Regions from separate parts of the Danio rerio genome. Here regions 1 and 3 are each linked to region 2. Evidence: chromatin contacts called from public Micro-C data. All regions are on one chromosome and are shown on one strand. Each heading gives the region's core, a stretch centred on a gene start, on an enhancer-like site or on the middle of the called end of the contact. The rest is flanking DNA. Distances are from core to core; before and after follow the strand shown.

Region 1 (3,611 bases), core at 129-2,628, 670 kb before region 2:
CTGTTTGCCGCGCCGCCATCGGCTTCTGTAATGGCTGAGTTCTAGTTTTGTCGCGTAGCGCAAGGCGTACGAAGTGTCACGCGCTGCATCCCCGATTCCCCCATTCTTTATTCCAATCACTCTCTCATCGCGCTTCCAGAGCGCAGGTTGGGCATTATTAATAGATATTTCCTCATTTGTAATCGACGTTTGTTCGTTTCGTTGGCGATAAGCCTCTCACACAGGAACAGATTTAGGACGCAGCGCGTGAAGTTTATGCGTTCCTGTTGATTGCACGCGCTAAATATACAGCCTGCATTGCGTTTTCCCACTAAACAAGGATTAATCTCTCTATATGAGACTAATTGAAATGGTGTGCTAATAAGATGCATGTTATGCATATTTATTGCGTTTATTCGCTCGGAGCGGCAATAAGACTAAAAGGGATAGTTCACTCAATAACGAAAATGAGAATTATGTCTAATTTCCTATTAGAGATGTTCCTAACAGATTTATGCTTAACAAAATCGTAAAATTGTGTTTTAGGTGGAGTGACAGCCTAGGTTACCATTCACATTCATTTAAACTACAAGGAAAAAAAGATGCATTGAAAGTGAATGGTGACCGAGGCTGTGAATCCTTTAACATTTATTCTTTACAAGTCATTTTGTGAGCCAGGAAAGGAAGTAATGGAGGTTTAAATCACCATGGAGGCTGTTCATTTAATTGAAGCAAACTATGGTTTTAAATATGTTTGGAAGATAGACATTAAATCTGAAAAGCCAAAATGAAGAGCTATATACTGCTGAATTTCATGGCTACTATAATTGTATGAGTTTAAATTGCTATTGCATCCCTCTCAAATCCCTGAGGGTCTGTCTACATTTAGAATAAAATGCAATAAAATTTGACTGTGGAAGTTTAGAAGTTAACTCTACAACGTGAAGCTTTTTTTTAAAGTGACTGAGGTTAGGATGCAAATTTGCTCTCTGCATGTTTTGAAGGTACTTGATAACATCAGGGTGATGGAATACACATGGAAAGGGTTAAAACAGCCCAAGAATAAGGGGAAACCCATAAAAACACACTTACCTTCCAAATCAATATTTTCAAAAAGGGAAAAATCAAAAACAATATCCTCAAAAGAATAAAGTCAGTCCGTAGGATAAATCCAATGCGACGGCAGATGAATTCAATTCCCAAAAAGAGCCCGGTGTCAGAAAGGCTCAGTAGCAGCAATGGTGAGAATAGCAGGGTGTGTTTTTATTTCCACACACACTTGTTCACATACACACACACGCGCACACACTCCTTTGGCTCAGAGAGAGAGACAAGATAAAGAAGACGGCAGAGCTGGTCAGCTGCCTAGAGCTCACTACAAGTGTGAGGTTGCATCTGCCTCCAGCTCAGCTTCAACACAGCACTGATGTCATCTGGGGGCGGGGCTTCTGGCTTCCTCCCCTTTCTCGCCCTCTCTCTCTCTCTTTCTCCATCATGCCATGTTTACTGTGGCCGCTAGGGGGAGCAGGAGAAAGAAAGATGAGGTTTGAGCAGCCTTGAATGGACAGCTTGAGTGGGCACTTCAATGTCTTTTGTTGAAGGCCACAAGAAGCATCATTTAGACTATAGCTTTCTATGTGTGTGTTTGAGCATTAAGAAATCTAGTTTACATGTTGAACATGCTAAGAAAAAACTAATTGATCTGCCCTTGTATGTGCTTATTTATTAAATTTAGACACTGTCTTTTATTTAGTGCTTTGTGTGTCTGTGAGTGTGCTTTTAATGGTGTCTAAGTTTCACAGTAGATTATTAATGTTTAAACTTAGAAGTCAGGCATTATGTTCAGCTTTATTATGCTTATTAAGTACTATTAAAGTTATTAAATTTGCTCTCTCATAAACTAGCTGTGGAGGCACACAGCCTGTGACATAATCCCTGAAGTGTTGTTGAGGACATTTGTACTGTCGGGTCAGTTCCTGACCTGAGCAGACACTTCTGCATGAGTGGATATTGTGTTGTGTCTAAACTCTTTGCCAGCATATGGTTCTCTTATTAGTGAGGAAGTAGTTCACCAAAAAACAAAAAACAACAAAACAAAGAAAATAGTCTTTACTTTACTAAACTTCAAAACGTTTTAAGTTTATATGACTTTCTTGCCTTTAGTTATAAATTTTTTTGGATGGCAGTAAGGCTTTCAAGCTACAAATTAAAAGAAACAGACGGTTGTACTACATGGATTTGCATGCTGCATTTATTTGCCATATATATATATATATATATATATATATATATATATATATATATATATATATATATATATATATATATATATATATATATAATAAATGTTATGCAGGTTTGGAAAGATGTATACACAGTGAGGCAGCAACAACATGCACATTTTTCAACTAACTGTTATTTTAAACTACACTGTAAAATATATGATCAATTAGTCCTGACAACATTTGTTTTAGGTCATTGTAACTTATTTAACCAAGTTAATCATGTTCTAACTTAATTTTATAAGTTACGCAAGCTGTTTTAAGTCAGTTTAACATTATAAAAGTTCAATAGACTCATTAGAGTTAATTTCATTAAGCTTAAAAATTTAAAGCAACCATTTTTTTACTCTGTAGATCATGTAAATAACTTTTTTTTGTGTGTGCCAAAATTATTATATGTTTTAGTTATCTGCATAGAATCCCTCCAGCATACTATAATTTGAAGTTTATACAAAGAAATATACTAAAATATGTAGTATTATATAGAGGTCATATAGAATACATCACATAGATGAAAGGAAAGGTTTACAGGTTTGGACAGACATTAATAGTGAGGCTGTAACAATATGGCAATTTTTGAACAAACTTAAAGTAGATTATATGCTTTTCTAGTCCATTGCTAAAAAGAAATTAATCACATCAGTCATCATCATTATACATTATATAAACATAATAAACTTGTATAACTTTATGTATGTACACAAAGTTTAGGTTTAATGTCACATCTAATAGATGTTATATATGGAAATAGTATAGATTTGTGTGTATATAGATGATGTTAAACAATTGAATGTAATATACATCTTATTGCGTAGTTTTACAAGCATCCTTTGGAAGATTAAGCTGCTAAATAATGTCCTGTCTGCCCAGGGCTTTTACAACAGGTCTAGGTGTCGTGTTTTTAGGGTTAAAGGTGGAGAAGCAGGGCAGAGTCCTTGGTGACAAGAGGTCAGTGGAGGGCATTTTGGGCAGAGGCCCGTCTGTCCCTTCGCCTCAGGACGGATCACGACTCCGGGCTCTGCATAGACCCTTCCGGCACTTTTTTCTCTCCTAAATCTGACTAGGCTTTGTCTGTCATCAGTCCTTGATTGACTCTTAGACGTACAAAGGGCCCCAGTGGAGGGCCCCAAGAGGGTCCGATTACCACTATTTCAATATAGTTGGGGGAGTCTTTGGTTGGGGTCATCTGTTGTTTGGAAGGATGAGCGTTCCTCATCTTTCCAACTGATGCCATTTTGTTTTATCTCCTCCATCTCAATGTGTTTTGACAACAGACATGACTTTGAAGGAGCTCAAGCCCTTCGGTTCTTGTTGCGGACATCTCGTTGAATGTAGTTTGGGGGTGGAGAT
Region 2 (3,459 bases), core at 650-3,149:
AACTAAGGCAAACATGTCAGTAAATTGCATATTTCAAGAGCTTTGGTTAGAAAATGTCCACTTCAGTTACTTGGTATTAGACTTGGTGCTAGACTTGGTGCTCTTGTTTCTTTTTGTTTATTTTGTAATATCTGAGGTAAGTTATCCATTGTTGCTCTCATATTGCTACTAAGTCCATGGGGGGAAAATCAAGCTCAAACTAATTTAATATTATGCAAAGCAATGCAGTGCTTTTTTTGCAGTTCATTATAAGCCATTGAAATTCAGCTTTTTAGTCAGTGAAAGTCGGAAATTTTTATATTTGGCTAAGAGTGGGAACCCTTAATTATTTATACATTTTTCTGTTGTTCCTCATTTTTATTTGTTTTTGTTTCGTTTTTTAGGATTTATTCATTTATTTATTTATCTATCTATTTATTTATTTATTTATCTATTTATTTATTTCTGATTTAATTATTTGTTTATCTATCTATTTATTTATGGTTATTTATCTATTTTGTTAAAAGGATAGTTTACCCCAAATGTACATATTACTCACTATTTGCTCACTCTCAAGTGGTTTCAAAACACAAAAACTCAACATTTTGACGGAAGCTGAAAACCTGTAACCACTGACATTTTTAGTAGGGAAAACTAATACTATTTATTTATGTTCTTTACTATTTATTCAGATATACAATCTCATTAAAGAAAAAAAGGTGATTAAATGATGACAGAATTCTTCATTTTTGTGTGAACTACTACTTTAATTTCTAGTTTTAAGCCTTATTTTATATTATTTTTATTTTTATTTCACCCCTATGTGCACTATTGTTATTTATTAAAATGTATTATTATTATTGATATTATTATTATTCAATGATTCAAACATGGTGGCTCAGTGGTTAGCGCTGTCGCCTCACAGCAAGAAGGTTGCAGCTTCAATTCCCAGCTGGGCCAGTTTGCATTTCTGTGTGGAGTTTGCATGTTCTCCCTGTGTTCGCGTGGGTTTCCTGCGGGTGATTCAATTTCCCCCAAAAGTCCAAAGACATGCACTATAGGTTAATTGGATGAACTAAATTGGCCGTAGTGTATGAGTGTGTGTGTTTCCCAATACTGGGTTGCGGCTGGAAGGGCATCCTGTAAAACATATGCTGAAATAGTTGGCGGTTCATTCCGCTGTTGCAACCCCTGATAAATAAGGGACTAAGCCCGAAGGAAAATAACACTCACCAAAAAAATAAAAATAAATGTAATAAAAAATAACCACTAACAAACATCTTAAACACGAGGGAAAACAACGTGTGTCTACTGAAAGACAAAATACAGAAAATAAAACACAAAAAGAGGATGGGAAGAAAGCTCGATCAGAAGGAGGTCAAGCGACAGGAAGCTTCGCTGATGCATTTATACCGAGGGTGGGTAGCTTGACAATTGTATATTGTAGACAGAGGCTCAAGTGTCTTCAAGTCCACAGTTTCACACAGCTGGAAACACTGTGGTTAAACTGCAAATCCTGACAGAGAGAGAAAGAGAGAGAGAGAAACCATGTGAACAACACGCAGCTCTTCAAACTAGTAACCAAAACACACACACACAGTCAAGCAGAAGGAAGATTCTGGTGTGCATCTGTTGATTGTGACACTCTCGCTCACCTTTCTCTCTCATGTCTCATACATTTTTCATGCTTCCATTTTTTTCCACTCACAGGAGTGAGATTTTTCCTGCCGAGTAAAGGGAGGAAGTGCTTGACTAGTCTGCCATTTGATTCTGTGTGATTACAGTTCCATAGTAATACAAGTCTAAATGTATGGTATTAGAAATATTTTCTAGATGGCTCGCAGAAGTGTTTCTTCTTGTATGTAAGCGAGCCGCCTCCTCTTAAATGTGTGCATTCATTTGTGCCGGTGGTGTGTTTGTGAACTCTGTTACACTACTGCCATCTGCTGGTGATTTGAGTCACTAATGGGTTGAAGTTAATAGGCTTATTCAGCATATTGGATTTATAATTTGTAAAATAATGACACTCAGTGCTGGTTTTTACAGCTTCAGGTGTCCTTTAAGTCTCTCTGAAGTTTATAGTCCAGCTTTATGTCTTTGCTTAGCTAGGTTTATGTTGATTACATGTACAGTATAATACACAAGACAATGAAGCAATGTTGATGGAGGAGGTTACTCCATGAGCTACTGGGTTATTTTAATGAATGTGGCATTGTATTAAGATGTGGTGACATTATTTGATCACAAGAGGACAGTGGTGTAAAGTAACTAATTACAAAGACTCAATGTAATTAAGTACTTTTTCTCAGGAATTTAATTGCTAAGTAGTTTTAAAAATGTATACTTTTACTCTCTCGAGTACATTTTTAGTGCTGTATCTGTACTTTTACTCCACTAATTTCCTTCAATCTGCAGTCACTTATTTATTTTTTCTTGTTTATGGGGATTAGAAAAATTTGTCCTGTCATTCCTGACCAATCAAATTGCACATAGAAGGAAAATCGCATCATAATGAACTACCTCAAGACATGTGTGCTTTATTATTGCAGCAAACTGTTTGGAAGCATTAAAAGTATCCAAGAAGATGTCAAAAATCTTTACATGCATTGACCCAGAGACTGTTTAGATGCATGTCACTGATGCAAGATGACAGATGTTTACAGTATGATGACCAAAATGGCCTTAAACACCCAGCAGGCACAAGACATCAACATGACGACATATTGGCGTTGTACCCCAACGCCATGAGGACGTTGCTTTTTGTTTGGAAATTGACGTCAGTTAACGTCAGTACTCAACGTCAGATCAACGTCAATGTCCAACCTAAAACCATCCAAATATCAACATCTAATGATGTCACAGCTTGAAGTTGTGTGGACGTTACCACTATGACATCTATCAGATGTTGGATTTTGGTTGCCATACCTGATGATTGATAAATAAATGTCAGTATTTGACGTCAACATGGCGTTAGTTTAAGATGCTGACTCGATGTTGGATTTTGGTCACTTTCTAACACAACCTAATATCAACCAAATATCAACGTCATTATTGGACATCATAATAACGTTGTCCTTAGACACTGGCTAGACATTGAATTTTGGTCACCTGACATCACAACCTAAATCTAACCCTATATTAACGTCTTATGACATTGTGTGCCTGCTGGGCAATAACTAGATGCACTACAGAATGTTACGTTTACACACATCCACAAATTACATGTAAACGCATTCACATGTAAACTTTCACAGCGTAATACTCACTACTCTTGAGTACTTTTGAAAGGTCTACTTTTTACTCATACTTTGATTAATATTTACAACCGATACTTTTGCTCTACTTGCACTACATTTTTAGGCAAGTAGTGTTACTTTTACTTGAGTATGATTTTTCAGTACTCTTTCCACCACTGCAAGAGAATGAAACCATGAATACAAGTGTTAATAAGGTATGTTAATAAGTGTTTAGTGCTTATTC
Region 3 (3,921 bases), core at 345-2,844, 770 kb before region 2:
GAGATAAATGCAAATGAAGATGCAAATTCTGTGTAAAGATGCAAAATCATCACTTGCTGTCTTGTTTTCTGTCAGCTCACTGTAAGCAGTAGCCAAAACTAATAGCCCTGTTTGTTTTGACACAATGTCTGACAGTAGGGCAAACAATTAACTTGACATGGACAGCAAAGAGCCTTTAATCAGATCAGATGAAGATTATCCTAATAGATTAAAACTTTTTACACCCTCATCTCATCCTCATCTTAAAAAAATATTGATAGGTTTTGACAATTAATTCTTAATATTAACTAAGCATTTAATGGGGAAATAAATTTGATATTATTGTTTCAGAAGGTGTCATTTCAGAAGTCGCATATAGCCACATTAGCAATAAAAATGTTTTATGTACATAAAAAAAAAAGATATTTTAGAGAAACATTTTCCCCCTAGAATGCAAATCTTTGGTTCCAGTCTTGTTTGACCCCTAAATTTATGATATATATATATATTCCTTTGTGTGCCACAAACTTTTATACTTTTTTTTTTAAATGACGTATAAAACGAAGATGGGGGAAAAGAGCTGTCGCCTCGCAGCAAGAAGGTCGCTGGTTTGAGCCTCGGCTGGGTCAGTTGGCGATTCTGTTTGGAGTTAGTCTTCTCCCTGCTTTCGCATTGGTTTCTTCGAGGTGTTCCGGTTTCCCCCACAGTCCAAAGACATGCGGTACAGCTGAATTGGGAAGGCTAAATTGTCTGTAGTGTATGAGTGTGTAAAACAAATGCTGGATAAGTTGGCGGTTCATTCCGCTGTGGCGACCCTATATTGATACAAGAACTAAGTCGAAAAGAAAATGAATGAATGAGTAATGTGTATTTATGAAGCACATTTTTTTCATGGCCATACACAAAGTGCTTTAGGCTAGGTCTCTCCACACACCACCAGTGTGTTGTATCCACTTAGATCAGGGGTGTCCAAAGTTGGTCCTGGAGGGCTGGTGTCCTGCTGATCTTAGCTCCAACTTGCTTCAAAACACCTGCTTGAAAGTTTCTAACATACCTAGTAAGAGATTGATTTGCTTGTTCAGGTGTGTTTGATTAGGGTTTGATTAGGGACACTGACCCTCCAGAACTGAGTGTGGACCCCCCTGGCTTAGATGGGTGCCCCCCTGGCTAAGTTGTCAGGTGCTGCTTCACTGTTGATTTTGCATTTTAATGGCAGTAAAATGTCAACATTTGGTCTGTGAATATTACAAAATGAACTTTTTATAAGCTGATCAGAACCTGAGGCAAATCAAATAGAAGTGTTTGTGTTTAGTAACTTAACAATAAATTAAGGCATCAGCTTCACCAATCACACAATGACCAACTTATCTCGTATTTTTAATCCTAAGCTTTCTGGCTTTGTTTAGCTCGAAGCTTTTCATCTCCGTAGCTAAGACTGAATGTCACGCCGCTAATTATCTCCAGTCATCTCCTGAGTTAAACATGCCATGAAACATCAGAGGCTTCATTCTTAACAACCCAACAGATACTCTCAAATGTCTCAACTCTAATGAAACAGCGAGCAGACTTGCACATTCCTTAACGCACGCTCCCCTCTCTCTTACTTTCACTCTCTCTCTCTCTCTCACTCCTATTCTCTGTCTCTCTTGCTTTCCCAACAGTCCTTCCGGCAAGCAGGTGTTGATTGATTTGAAAGAATGTCATTCGCCGTTTTAATGTGAGAGTGAAAAAAAGGAGGGGTGGAAAGAAAGCGACCGAATAAATGTCTTTGTCGTTTGCTGCCTTTTTTTTTCTTCTTCTTCATCATGGATTCTGTTGCTCTGACAAACAAGCAGACAAGGTGTCTTTGCCTCATAGGGAAAATGTATTTATAGTGCTATTCTCAGAATTGCACCAGCAGTCACAGCAAATAGCAGAAACAAGCGTGGCAAAACGAAGACGTCATTTCCAGTCAGGAGAACTTAATTGAATGTTTTGTGGAGCGGACAAGAGTCTAATATCATGCATAACTTAACAGGTGCATATGCTGACTAAAATGGTTTACTGTAATGATTAATTAACACAGTTTTACGTTTACGCAGGTGGATGATTTAAGAGGAAGTGACAAGGCTACTAACTGCCGGCCAGTCGTCTTGACGCGTCTATGAAGCATTACTTGTCTTGTCTTATTTCTGTTCTCCACTCTCACCCCATTTGTGCCTACGCCTCCACATTGCTCTTTACAAGGAACCTTGCTCCGAGCACTCGCTTTTTACATCCGTACGGCGCAAGAATGAGGCCTCAATGCGAGCCTCTAAGTGATGACAGTGGCCGAAGGGCTGCCGAGTGGACTGTTTAATTGAAAGCGAAGCTGTGATGCATTGGTAGCGAATAGACAGCAACGTGAGATCAAGAAGAAGGGGGAAAAAATTCCTGTGAGTAATTTACACCGGCTAAAAGCAGGCCTATCATGGGAAGCCTCTGTCAGGTTAGCTTTTTTGCAGCGTCAGTTAGCAGCAAGGGGTAAACATGGAATAATTTGCTTAAGGTTCTCTTTTCTTTTTTTTAATGCCACACTGTGCCTTCACTTATGAGTGTGGAAGGCTTTGAAGACGCAGACAGAGCCACATGAAAATGTGTAACAGCACAGTAACAGAATGACTTAAGAGGCCCACTTATTGTGCCAAGGTGGATGTGGAGGTAATCTGAAATTGACCTAATATTTTGATAATGATAGAAAATATGATTCATTTAAAATTTGTAAAAGTGTTGTTAATTTAGTAATTCTTAATAGCAGTAACAAATTGTATTAATGGTATATTAATATTGGTAATCATATTTTTACAATAAGGTTATATTAGTTAATGCTAGTTAATGGATTTACTAATATGAGCAAACAATGAACAATATTTTTTTTTGTAGTATTTGTTTGTGTTAGCGAAAATACAGTTGTTCATTGTTAGTTCACTTCAACTCACTGCATTAACGAGAATGAATTTTGTTTTTTATAATGCATTAGTAAATGCGGAACTGATATAAAAGTGATATGAATGATATGAATACATTAACATTATCTAATGAATTATATAAATATATTAGTATTATATTATGTTTATGTCAATGTTAAACAATTTAAAGAGTTTTAAGTGTTTTTGTTATTATGATCATGATTATTATTACTACTTTTTCAGTTTATTGGAATTCCCTTAATAAAATAAATAAAATTTTAATAAAATTTGCAGTTGTTAAATTATTTCAGCTCAATTTTAGATGTTTTTTTTTTAGTAATCAAGTTAATAAAAATGTAACCTTCGCTTAATATCCTGGTGTATAAACTGTTACTCCTTGTGCGGTATTAAAAATATATTATTTTTATTTAAAAGTAAAAGAGTCTTCCATGAACATTTGGGTGATGATGAAAATTTATTTGTTAATTGAAACATACTGAACTGATACATGGACATGAGTCAAACTCAACACATGTCAACACATGGTTTTCGGTCTTGATTTTGCTACAGATTCAGAGACTGTGCAGGCTGGAGATATAGACAGATCTTTTAACAACCTGGATGTTAGCATCTTCATTTCATCGCCATTTGATTTATTACTCTGCTAAAACTCTTTGCAGGAGATCTTGAAGCCTCAACGTCTTTTTACATAGCTTTATTTTATATTTGAATAGTCAATGCTTTCATATTGCCATAGTGAACTTCTTAAACTACCACACAAACTTTGACCCTGCCATTACAGAAAATTGCAGACATTTCCCATGAAACCTCACTGAAAGAGTACTCTACTCTGCTTATATTTTCTGCAATAATGCCTTTGGTTTGACAATGAACTTTTTCAATTGGTAAAAAGCATCCTGGTACAACTGTAAATTAAATTACATCCAGGTCAGTTTATTTCTCTCTCCAATGCATCCCTTCAAGAGCACATCAGTTCCAATTTACAACCACAATA

The links. Hi-C and Micro-C count contacts between places; a contact is called where the count stands out from the background.
Region 1: a Micro-C map of caudal fin shows a contact between it and region 2, with 13 times the contacts expected there. The contact joins the promoter of flrt3 here to the enhancer-like site in region 2. A contact is called at or near these places in 4 of 18 Hi-C or Micro-C datasets (caudal fin, embryo and hematopoietic stem cells) and 2 of 4 datasets of contacts at active chromatin or transcription factors (caudal fin and embryo).
Region 3: a Micro-C map of caudal fin shows a contact between it and region 2, with 8 times the contacts expected there. The contact joins two enhancer-like sites. A contact is called at or near these places in 7 of 18 Hi-C or Micro-C datasets (caudal fin, embryo, fibroblasts and 2 more) and 1 of 4 datasets of contacts at active chromatin or transcription factors (caudal fin).

The regions. Positions count from the first base shown.
Region 1 is chr13:37,275,087-37,278,697 of GRCz12tu, forward strand. flrt3 (fibronectin leucine rich transmembrane 3) reads right to left here and starts at 1,379. Exons shown (of 3, transcript NM_001256646.1): 1 at 1,072-1,379. The region is part of intron 3 of macrod2 (mono-ADP ribosylhydrolase 2); the gene reads left to right.
Region 2 is chr13:37,949,427-37,952,885 of GRCz12tu, forward strand. The region is part of intron 11 of macrod2 (mono-ADP ribosylhydrolase 2); the gene reads left to right. Among named protein-coding and RNA genes, the nearest start is that of kif16bb, 190 kb to the right of the region's middle. Within about 2 kb of position 1,900, at least 8 of the 62 cell types and tissues checked have an H3K27ac peak or open chromatin away from gene starts, as enhancers often do. A contact at or near this core is called in caudal fin, where this site is marked.
Region 3 is chr13:37,183,702-37,187,622 of GRCz12tu, forward strand. All of the region lies in intron 3 of macrod2 (mono-ADP ribosylhydrolase 2), which reads left to right. Among named protein-coding and RNA genes, the nearest start is that of macrod2, 34 kb to the left of the region's middle. Within about 2 kb of position 1,595, at least 2 of the 62 cell types and tissues checked have an H3K27ac peak or open chromatin away from gene starts, as enhancers often do. A contact at or near this core is called in caudal fin, where this site is marked.